2 separate regions of the Lactuca sativa genome follow, and region 1 is linked to region 2. A link is a contact called in public Hi-C data. All regions are on one chromosome and are shown on one strand. Each heading gives the region's core, a stretch centred on a gene start, on an enhancer-like site or on the middle of the called end of the contact. The rest is flanking DNA. Distances are from core to core; before and after follow the strand shown.

Region 1 (5,890 bases), core at 611-3,110, 180 kb after region 2:
TACCCTTATGACCGACTGTTGCCGGTCATAAGGGTAAAATGTGAACAGTTTCAATAGTTCAATGGCAAATAGATAACGAAAAAAAGTTTAGTGACTAAATGTGAACAAAATTGAAAGTTCGTTTCCCTCTAAAAAGTTCAATGACTAAATGTGAACAAACTTTCTCTTGTATTATGTTTTAGCAAATTATTTGTTTTTGTTAAATTCTAGCAACATTTGTTGATGAAGAAATCTATGAAATAAAAAAAAAAAAAAACTGAACCCTGAAATTATATTTAAAAAAAACAAAAAACCAAAACCGAAATAAAAAACCAATGGTTTGACATTTTCCAAAATAAAAAATCAAAATTTCCAATCTGATTTTGGTTTTACAAAAAAATGAACCATTCTCATTGATGTGAATTTTGACCATTAGTTTGGCATGCGGAATTTGTGACATCCCATGAATATGTAGTTACAACATCGTCTGAACTCGTAATTCATAGTAAGGGGTTAGAGTATCATCGCATGAATACGTAGTTACAACATCGCCTGAACTCGTAATTCATCACCTACAGGTTATGGGTCTGCTGATGTTTCCACTGAGTTGTCTAGAATAGTTTGTGGTCGCCATCTATACTCTGATAGATGACGACATCGCCACATTGTCGGTTAAGGTTATGGTATCTCCTTTCATCCTACATCACATATTCATCATCATCGATTTACCTAATTATCATCACCTTTTTATCATCACCTATCTCTCATCGTTTTATTTCATCACACACCAACTATTTCATCTACCCATGTTTCATCCGCAACATATTTGTAGATATAAAATAAATATACCGTTTAAATTTTTTAAAACATGTATAAAATCGTTCATCCAGCATAGACAACACGTATTCAAATAATATGCATACATAGCACGTAATTTATATAAAATACTTCATATCTATGTGTAAGATGAAAATAACTATATATACCATAAAAATCCTATAAATGCTTCCTAACTTCGAACCCCAAGGTTTACTCTACTAAAGCTTCATATTCTCGGCTCTATGGACCTAGAAGGGTCCAGATCTATCACACCAAAAAGCTCAAGATAGCTCTTTCTTTCACTCTACACACTCAAGCTCGCTAGGGTTCTCACTTATGGGAAAGGTAGTCGCAATTGAAGGTCATAAGTGCCTTTAACTATGGCTCGGGCCCAAAGATTTAGAGTTTCTGCCAACAATGCGGACTCGTCGAGTCGCCTCACCGACTCGTCGAGTCCATTCATTAATCTGAGTCATCAGTCGCGACCTTACTCGACGAGTTGAGGCGTCAACTCGTCGAGTCTCTCTTCTTAACTCAAAAGAAAAATACTTAAATTATGATACCTGTAAATCCGGATGTTACATTTTGTTTTTTTTATTTCATAGATTTCTTCATCAACAAATGTTGCTACTATTAAACAAAAATAAATAATTTGCTAAAACATAATACAATAGGAAGTTTGTTCACATTTAGTCATTGAACTTTTTAGAGGGAAACGAACTTTCAATTTTGTTCACATTTAGTCACTAAATTTTTTTTCATTATCTATTTGCCACTAAACTGTTGAAACTGTTTACATTTTACCCTTATGACCGGTAATAGCCGGTCATAAGGGTAAAATATGAACAATTTCAATAGTTCAATGACAAATAGATAACGAAAAAAATTTTAGTGACTAAATGTGACAAAAGTCGAAAGTTCGTTACCCTTTCAAGTCATTATCCCTTAAGTCTTAAGCAATTTCATTTTTTTTTGTATTTCTATTTCCAAACCAAAAGCAAAACAAAATGTAGGAAAAGAAACGATCAAATTTAAAGTTTTCAACTATCCAAACACACTTATCAAAAGCTGGAAATTTTCAATAGATCCTCGTTGGCTAACCAATAACCAACATCTTTTTGCAACTGTCCTGTTTATACGCCATTACCCCCTTTAGTCCTTTACCACAACTTTAACTACTCAGTACCTCACGTATACTCCAAAACCCTAAATCCTGGCTGCTCTTTCTAACACGCACATAATACCGATAGTGTAATCAGTTTCTCGCCAACAGCCGATGGCTTCTCTTGCGTTTTCTTCAGCGAATCTCGCAGCTACGAACAAATTTAGCTCTGCAATCCCCGCTAGAAACGGCGTAATTGTGAGTTTTTACTGTCTCTTCAGTTTACTTTTGGCAAACACTTCAAAGTTTGGTTCCGATTCATATCTATGTATAAACACTTCATAAATTGCTTTAACTCTATACAAAGATTCGTTGCGTTCAAGTATTTTCACTGTTTGTTTATCAGTAGCTTTTAAAAATATCTGTGTATGTTATTTATATATCTCCGCTATATAGAAATGGGATTAATAATCTATTTACAGAAGTTCATTTCTTTCAAATGAAGAAGAAAGGATGAACATCTTCAATTAGCTTCTAGACATTACACGATCACCTGAAAATCTGTGCATCTATGATATGTGTGTATTTTTATGTCTGTGTTTCTATATATATGGACACACAGAAGAATTCTAGTTCCCATCTGTTGATTCACTTAAAGAAATGTTATCTGATTCAAAATAGTCCTGTATAGATAGGAGATAATAAATAATTCACTGTAACATACAAATAGTAGCATGCTTGTTAACTAATGATTGCACAATGTTATATGCGTGTTAACTCTAGTGTCATGGAAGCAGAATTGCAGGGTGAATTTTAAAGAAAACGGGAGGTTGAATACACAAATCCTCACCAACGAGCAAGAAACAATGCCTAATTTCTTGAATTTGAATCAATTCGAGAGAATTCCAACAAAAAAAGATGACAACAGACTTCGGATCTTTTCAGGCACTGCAAATCCTTTATTATCCGAGGTACAATTTGGTCAATTGTTTCTATATCTTTTGTTGGGTATCACTCATTTCAAATGTGTATGTTGATTGAGTTTTGTTGTATTTGATAGGAAGTTGCATGTTACATGGGTTTAGACCTTGGAAAGATTGACATAAAACGTTTTGCTGATGGAGAAATATATGTTCAGTTACGTGAGAGTGTTAGAGGGTGTGATGTGTATCTTGTACAACCAACATGTCCTCCTGCAAATGAGAATCTTATGGAGCTTTTGATCATGATAGATGCATGTCGCAGAGCATCTGCAAAAACTATCACTGCAGTTATTCCATACTTTGGATATGCAAGAGCTGATCGAAAGGTAACTTTGCATTATAAATTCGACTGTAAATTTATAAATTTAACATATTTATATATATAATTTGTTTTTATGCAATTGATGGATTCAGACTCAAGGGCGTGAATCAATTGCAGCTAAACTTGTTGCAAATCTGATAACAGAAGCAGGAGCAGATCGAGTTCTTGCTTGTGATCTTCACTCTGGGCAATCAATGGGGTATTTTGACATTCCAGTTGATCATGTACATGGTCAGGTAATCAGACTACTTTTTTAATTCTTTATTATTATTATTATTATTATTTTTTAAAATGAAACTACATTTTGAGATTTTTTTTTTTTTTTGGGATAAGCAGCCTGTGATACTTGATTACCTTGCAAGCAAGACAATTAAAACTGATGATTTAGTAGTGGTGTCACCTGATGTTGGTGGAGTTGCTAGAGCAAGAGCTTTTGCCAAAAAATTATCAGATGCACCTTTGGCCATTGTTGATAAGCGGCGTCATGGCCACAATGTGGCAGAAGTAATTTTACTTTTTTTTTTATTGCTTCGCAAATTACAAAATTGACCTTGAAGAAAAAAACCTCATGTTTTGTTGCCCAACATCATATAATGTAAAATGTAAATGTTCAATTCCAGATTCTATTCCATGGGGACTTTGGTTAATGATTACCATTCCTTCCAAGTTTGTAGGAACTGGATTTTAATTTCATCCTTAATTTGTTAAAAAGACGAAAATACCCATATATGAAAGTTGTATGTATGGGGTTGCAGGTAATGAATTTGATTGGTGATGTAAAGGGTAAAGTAGCAGTTATGGTGGATGACATGATCGACACTGCTGGTATGGATTGGAGATGGATTATTTTTATTAAAAGACTAAAATACCCTCCTTATATATATATATATATATATTGATAGATTCCATTCCTTCCAAAAAAAAAAAAACCAAACAAACGCTCTAGTTTAGTGTTATTGAAACTTTATATATTTAATTTAAAAATTATTTATGGATTTTATTTATTTATAGGTACTATATCGAAAGGTGCAGCCTTATTGCATCATGAAGGGGCAAGAGAAGTTTATGCATGCTGCACACATGCTGTTTTTAGGTCCATTACTTTTCATAATTTGTGTCATGAATTGGTGTCATGAATTTTTTTATTTTTGAGGTTTAATATTTTATTATTAAATTGTTGATATGCAGTCCACCAGCGATTGAGAGGTTGTCAAGTGGGCTTTTTCAAGAAGTGATTATCACAAATACTGTTCCAGTTTCAGAAAAGAACTATTTTCCACAGCTCACTGTTTTATCTGTAGCAAACTTACTTGGTGAAAGCATATGGCGTGTGCATGATGACTACTCTGTAAGACCCTCTTTTTATTTATTTTTTACTTTTTTTTTTCTTGCATATAACCCTAAAAAACACTTAAATTGTCTACTTTTTGACTTAAAATTTAAAACCGATACAGAATCTAAACATTTTTTTTTCAAAAAGGAAAACAATTTGACAAAATTTGGGAGTATTACTAAATACTAATTCGTATGTATTATGTGTTTTGTAAACAGGGAGGCTATGAACACTTCTCTGGCCTAGGAATTGACTAAGTTACCCCCAACTCTCATCCCATGTACAAATCTAATCCATTTTGCAGATTCAAACTTCCATGTTGTAATTATAAATGAGATTTTTAAACCTTGTTATTCTATGACATTAGTGCTTTTAGAAGTACCATACTTGATTTAAATATATAAAGTGATGTAATTTACCATCATACTTGGTTTTCGTTTCAAACCAACCATTTTGTATGTGAATTTGGACTAATTGTAGAAATATAAATACTAATAGGAACATTTCACTTGATTCTTTTTATGTTTTATGATTACCCATTCTCTTAAAGCGTGACTCCATTTTCTTCTGATATTTGTAATATATATGACATGTTTTTGACAAAACATCAAATATAAATAATCCAACATATCAATTACTTGATATATGTAACTTGTGAAAATAATGTAGTTTGCAAGAATCAATGATTTTGTACAAGTTGAAATATACTTTCAAGCATGCATTAATCTATCATATTGATTGCCATTGCGGATAAATGGAAGAAAGGCCAAATGGGTCAATGAGTCCAAAACGAATATAACTTATATATCAGAAATTTTATCTATTTTACGTGGACAAAAAGCTTTTACGCCTTGTTCCCGAGTTCTACTTAAGGAGAGAAATAGAAGGATACGGAGGGAAAGTGAGGAGTGTCGAAGGAAAATCGTGTTTCCAAGTTTCATTAATGGAAGGAAAGTGAGGGGAGGGGAAGGATTTTGGAGTCATATTTTCCTTCTAAAATTTCCTCCCAAATTGGGCGGATTTGGGAAGAAAGTGAGGGGGAAGAAAAATTTTATGCTTTATTTGCTTTTTCCTCCTAACTTGGGAACACAAAAACTTAAAATTTTCCTTCCATTTCCTTTCATTTTCTTCGAACTCGGGAACACGGAATAATGAATATTTTCCATCACCTCCCTTTCTTTCCGTCAAAATTTTCCTTCCCTTTCTTTTAATCAATTTACAAAAAAACTCGGGAACAAGGCGTTAAAGACCGAAGGGTGTATATGGGAAACTCTATTTTTTGTGGGTCATATCACATTTTCTTTCAGTTTTCTTTCCCTCACTGCTTAAACCCAAAGAATGGGTGAGAAGCT
Region 2 (6,708 bases), core at 1,874-4,373:
TCGACGACTCAGGCGACTCTGACCCGACTCTTTACCGCAACTTAATTGGAGGCTAACAATATTTGACCTTTACTCAACCTGACATTTCCTTTGCTATGCAACAAATATGTTTATACATGCACGACCCGCCCAAACCTCACTTTCATGCTCTTAAACGCATCTTGTGTTACATTCGCGGGACATTGGATTTCGGTCTCCAGCTTCATCGATCTTCTACAACTGGTTTGATTGCCTACTCAGATGCTGACCGAGGCGGTTGTCCTTCTTCTCGTAGATCTACTAGTGGTCATAATGTTTTCTTAAGCGATAACTTGATCTCATGGTCTTCAAAACATCAACCAACGGTCTCCAGATCAAGTGCCGAAGCCGAATATCGTGCGTTGCCAATGTGGTTGCCGAATCTTGCTGACTTCGAAATCTTCTTCGTGAGCTTCATACCTCCATTCCTAATTAAGACAACCATTGGGTATTGTGATAACATCAGTGTCGTGTACCTTTCTATGAATCTAGTACAACATCAAAGGACGAAACACATCGAGATAGACATTCACTTCGTCAGAGACAAAGTTGCCACCGGTGAAATCCGTGTCCTGCACGTCCCTTCGAGTCTTCAATATGCGGACATGTTCACTAAAGGGCTGCCTTCTTCTCTCTTCACAGATTTCAGGAACAATTTAAGTGTTTGGACGTTAACTACCGCTCAAACTGCGGGGGGTATTAGCGTGTATATATATATATATATATATATATATATATATATATATATATATATATATATATATATATATATATATATATTCTTGTGTATTGCTTTATATTTGGACAGATAACTAGTCCGTTTGTATTGATCTTGTATATTGGCCTAAGGCCCAATGTATTGTATATTTATTCATTCCTGTTCAATGAAATCAGTTATGGGAAGATACATGTCAAACAGGTACAAAGTTTTTGGGAGCTTTTAGGTTTTAACAAAAACTCAGAAAAATAAAATTGTTTGTCGGTAGAAGGTTTTAGTTTTTATTTTAAATAAAAAACTCAAAATCCAAAAGTTGCTTATTTTCAAGTAACGTTTAACAAAAAACTATTGCTTATTATAACAAAATTACTACATTACTCTTAACAAAACTAATCTTGTATTTTTATACAAAGTATTTTATGTAATTATACATATTTTAAAAGCTTTCAACAATTTTTGCCAAATACTTATTTACATTTACAAATAAAAGTTACACCTTCCAACTACCTACTACCCACCATCGGCTACTATCTACCAACTTTCAACTTCCAGCCACAAACTACCAGCTATCAAGTTTTGTCAAACATGCCCTAAGTCTTTTGTAAAACAAACGAGATTATAAAAAGATTTTGTTCAGACTTTATAAATTAAACACAATAGATTTTGAAAACCTTCTAAATTCAAATCCATCTAAATACATATCATTTGACACATGAGAAAAAGAATCTGACAATCCACACACCCTAAGGATTTCTCTGGCATGTATATCCCATACTCATATCAATGATCATGTTCTAGTGATTTTAGGGGCCATTATTGACATTCAACCTGGGATGGGCTTATCGATATGAGCTTGTGGGGTGGGGGTAGGTATGAGGTCTTGTTAGTGGGTGGGTGAGGCGTGGGAGAGGTGATGGTAATATCGTTAATTTGATGAATTATCGTAAATAAAAAGGAGGCGAAAAGATATTTTGTATTTATAGTATAACATAAAAAATAGAATATAGAATCTGAACTTTTAGCCAAAAAAATAATTAATTTTCTCACACGAACGTAATTTAATGGAATTTAAAAATTCAAAATCATTTAGTTTTGTCAACGAAACTGTGATTTTTGCCGAAATTTGCATTTCAAGTCTTCCAAATTCTTTTGAAATCCGTGAACCATGTCAAAATGTTTAGGTTGTGAGAGTTGAAATGAAAAGGAGATTAATATAGCCTCAATAAGGCATTACCGGTGGGAGATGTGAATTCCCACCGACTTGAATAATTAAATTTCGGGTAACTTAACCTGACTTGTTTCATGCTACTTGACATGAATTCTAGTGCTATTCCAAACGAAGGTATAACATACCATTTTTTAATTTCCTTTTCTATTCGATCTCCTCTTTTTATTTTAGTATTTTAGAATCTTTTATATATGTTATATACAGTATACTTATGAAGTGGTTTTATCCAAGGAAGGTCCTATCTCATTCCTTGTAACACATCTGCACATGATTCTAAGCATAGTTTATTAAAACCTCACATGGTTGAGGTGTGTGTGAGGTCAAGCAAAAGCAGCCACCAGGTATTGTCACAAATAAATTTAGGTCATATATCTTCTAGGCTCTAGCTTTTCCAGATTTCTCAATCTCTAAAGTGTCGTTTGTTTTTCGAAGCGAAGCGAGTCAGTGGACCATCTCTGCAACCCTTTGTGGCAGAAGAGGAGGACCAAACGGCTGCAACATATAATAAAAAATTTGTTTGTTTTTTAACCTCTGCAGACTATTAAAATAAGTTAAAGTAATGTGTGAAGAGGTTTGAAGCAGAGGGTCAAGTGTTGCGCCACGCAGCACACACACAACAATTTTTAAGTCAGACGTCTTTTAAAAAACAAACAGCTGCGAATGACTAAGTGATGTGCGTGTGCTGAACGACGCAACAATAAGTGGTTAGAAGAAGTTTTTTAGAAAAAACAAACGGCACCTAAGTGTAGAATGTTACACATAATAGCCAAACTGAAACCTCAAAAAGGGTTCCTTGCCACTTACAACTTATCTTCTTTTAAAAGCACAGGTGATGACACGTTGTTTCATTCTAATTGACGTGAATTCTGGTACTCGGAATATGTCTTACGTATGCATGATTATTAGTTATATGTTTAAATAAAAATAAAAATAAAAAAGGTTTTGTGAAGAGGATGTCCCTTTGACATTTTGGAATTGGAGAAGAATCTCCATAGTCAACTCTATTTTGTCATTATCCCATGTTAGTCTTATAATATGAACAACAGAATGTTCCCCATAACTCTATAAATATATAATAGCACAAAGATTAATTAGGAGCTTCAACACTATTAATCTCATACTCCTTTTAATTAATTTCTTGAAACCAAATTCATCACTCATGCATCTCCTCCTATATTTCCTTCTCCTTTTCATATGCAGCAACCTCAACTATGCTGAAACAAGGTGCGTGGAGCGTGACCGAAGGGCACTCTTGGAATTCAAAAAAGGGCTCACGGACGATTACGCCCTTCTCAAATCATGGAGAAATAACAACGCTTCACGAGATTGCTGTAAATGGAGAGGCGTAGGATGCAACAACAACACTGACCAAGTCATTAAACTTGATCTTCCTGCAGTCTGGTCAGATGAACTCGAACAATTACTTAGTCTCAGTGGTGAAATTGATTCTTCATTGCTTTCATTAAATTCTTTGACATATTTAGATTTGAGTGGAAACAGTTTCACTCGTATCCCAAACTTCCTTGGTTCCCTCAACAGCCTACAACACCTCAAACTCGCTAACATTGAGTTAACTTCATCAAATTTTCCGCATCAATTAGGCAATCTTTCCAGCTTACAAACTCTTGATCTGTTAGCTACACCTGTGGTGATGAAGAACACAGATTGGCTCTCTCGTCTTTCCTCTCTCAAATACCTAAATCTAAGTTATATAGACTTGAGTGAATCTGTTGGGTTACTCAATAACGCCATCAGATTGCCCTCCCTTGTAGAGTTGCACCTTGCAAACTGCTTACTTCCAAATAACACTGACAAATCATTTGTTCGTTCCATGACAAACTTATCAGTTGTTGATATAAGTTATAACGATCTTCCAAACTCTATGATATACCCTTGGTTATTCAATTTTAGCAGCACCCTTACTTACATCGATCTATCTAACAATAAGCTACTTGGTATCATTCCTGAAGCATTTGGTATGTTTAAAAACCTCCAAACCCTAGATTTGACCAACAATGGCCTCCAAGGTGGTATCCCAAGCTCATTTCGGAACATGACCAACATTCGGGAACTTGTGTTATCTGGGAACAATCTGAATCAAGATCTTCCTAGTTTTTTCGATAAACTCTCTGGTTTAGGTCCACAGAGGACATTACAAGTTGTGGATTTATATGACAATCAATTTACTGGTAATTTACCTGATTTTACAACATTCACGTCTCTCAAGGAACTGCTCCTTGGACGCAATCAGTTGAACGGATCTTTCCCACAAAAATTTGAAAAAATCTCGAATCTTTTCATCCTTGATTTGGCGGATAACCGTATCAATGGATTTCTCCCTAATCTTTCTGTTTTTGCTTCTTTGCGGGAATTGTATTTTGAGAGAAACCTATTAAATGGAACTCTAGCTGAAAAGTTAGAGCCACTCTCCAAGCTCGAGTCTTTGGGCGCATCTTCTAATTTCTTTCAAGGAACGATATCTGAAACGCATGTAGCTAATCTTTCTCGTTTGACTTACCTCGATCTGTCGTTTAATTCGTTGGATTTAGAAATCGGTTCCGATTGGTCTGCTACTTTTCAACTCGAAACCATCTCGTTGTCATCCTGCAAACTCGGGAGTTCTTTCCCGGGATGGCTAAGAACTCAAACGAATTTCTCCGTGCTTGATATATCTAACGCCGGAATCAATGATTCCGTCCCCAGTTGGTTCTGGGAGTCGTTGATTCCGGGCATTCGTTACTTAAATCTCTCCTCCAACCAGATCCATGGAATGATTCCGGATTTGGATTTTATATCTGGTAACCGACCTTTAATCGATATGAGCTCAAACAACTTCTCGGGTAACTTGCCGTTGTTTCCTCTTGACACCGTTACTCTAAAGCTCAACGACAACATGTTCTCAGGGCTCATTTCTTCCTTGTGTAACCTAACTAGTTTAAGCCACCTTGATCTTTCTAATAACAAACTGTCGGGAGAGCTTCCAAACTGCTGGAACAACCTTAATAACCTGAATATTCTCAACCTTGAAAACAATGGATTTATCGGGAAAGTTCCCGACTCGATTGGGGCTCTCGAGTTTGTTAAAATGATGAGTTTACGAGGCAATAGCTTGATCGGGGAGCTGCCTACGTCCTTACAAAACTGCACTTCATTGCTACTTCTTGATCTTGGAGAAAATGAAATATCGGGTAATATACCTGAATGGTTAGGGGAAAGCTTTGCAATGTTGCTTGTTCTTAGCTTACCATCAAATCGGTTCAATGGAACCATTCCTACAAGCTTATGTAAGCTCAAGAACATTCAAATTTTAGACCTCTCAGTTAACGATATCACCTGGAAAATACCGAAATGCCTCAATAACATTTCGGGGATGATAATGAGGGAGAAAGGGATACTGCAAGCAAGTATTGAGTACAACGCAATCGGGTTGGATCAAAGCAGACTGATTATCACAGCTAGGGTTGTGTTTAAAGCATTACTGCAATGGAAAGGAAGGCAATCGGAGTACCAAAAGACATTGGGTCTTGTCGTTAGCCTTGATCTTTCTTCCAATAGACTAACGGGCGAAATCCCAAGTGAAATCACGAGTCTTTCGGCTCTCATTGCCTTGAATCTTTCAAGAAACAGCTTAATTGGATCAATACCCAAAGACATCGGTCGATTGAGACAGTTGGATTTTCTTGATCTATCGAGAAACGACCTTCTTGGTGGAATCCCTACAAGCCTTTCGGAATTGAGTAATCTTGGGGTGTTGGATTTGTCATTCAACAACTTGTCGGGAAGAATCCCGAAAGGGACGCAGTTACAGAGCTTTGACGTGTCATCATACGCTGGAAATCTTGCACTTTGTGGGGTTCCACTGAAAAACGTATGCCCTGGTGATGAGACAAACAGTGGAAACCCAGATGGAGTTACTGAACAAAAATCTGATGATGATGATAAGATAATAAATAAGGGGTTCATTTTTGGCATTGTGGCTGGTTTTGCGTTTGGGTTTTGGGGTTTTTATGGGTCGTTGGTTCTAAAAGAGTCATGGAGACATGCGTATTATGGATTCTTGAATGTTGTCAAAGATTGGGTTCTTTTAAGAGTGGAGTTGACTTTGGCTAGGCTCAGAAGGCGAACTTCATCTTAAATCTCCATGACTCCAAGTAATTGTTGTGTTGTGACTTGTGTTGTTCATCTCTATTTCTTTGTATCCTGCTATAAATCTTTTGTTGATTAGAGTTAGAGAAATCTTCAGTAAAAAGTCTTACGGAAAAGTTACATTTTAGTCCAAAGATATTTTTTAACAAAAAAAGTCCTGAAAACCTGCAAAAATTTGCAGTTTGACCATTTTTGACCGGTTGAAACCGGTACCAAATTAATTTGGAACTATTTCGTAAACTAACCCAAAATATTGAGACTTTCTGTAAACAAAAAATATTATGACTTTTCTGTAAACAAAAATATTAGGCCTTTTCTACAAACAAAACCCTTATTATTATTATTATTAAAAATATAAATAAAAATACAATTTTTTGAACTTGTTATTATTAATATTGTTATTAATACATATAAATGCATTTAAATGGAAAAATAATATTAATGACATTGTTTAAAGGTGGAGATGGAGGAGATGATGATGCTTTTAGCATTGAAGTCATAAATGTTTGGTTGTATATTTTTACTTTGTATATGGTCATTTCACATTTGTTATTATTGTTTTCAATTCAGAATAATAATACTTAACAATTTAAAAGAA

What was found. Hi-C and Micro-C count contacts between places; a contact is called where the count stands out from the background.
Region 1: a contact with region 2 is called in a Hi-C map of leaf, with 6 times the contacts expected there. The contact joins the promoter of LOC111898372 here to the promoter of LOC111898392 in region 2. A contact is called at or near these places in 2 of 4 Hi-C or Micro-C datasets (both in leaf).

Annotation. Positions count from the first base shown.
Region 1 is chr5:72,241,079-72,246,968 of Lsat_Salinas_v11, forward strand. LOC111898372 (ribose-phosphate pyrophosphokinase 1) reads left to right here and starts at 1,861. Exons shown (of 9, transcript XM_023894292.2): 1 at 1,861-2,158; 2 at 2,698-2,871; 3 at 2,961-3,209; 4 at 3,298-3,441; 5 at 3,542-3,709; 6 at 3,961-4,030; 7 at 4,217-4,298; 8 at 4,394-4,553; 9 at 4,757-4,962. The coding sequence starts at 2,075. The coding sequence ends at 4,795.
Region 2 is chr5:72,063,218-72,069,925 of Lsat_Salinas_v11, forward strand. LOC111898392 (receptor-like protein EIX2) reads left to right here and starts at 3,124. Exons shown (of 1, transcript XM_023894315.1): 1 at 3,124-6,099. The coding sequence starts at 3,124. The coding sequence ends at 6,099.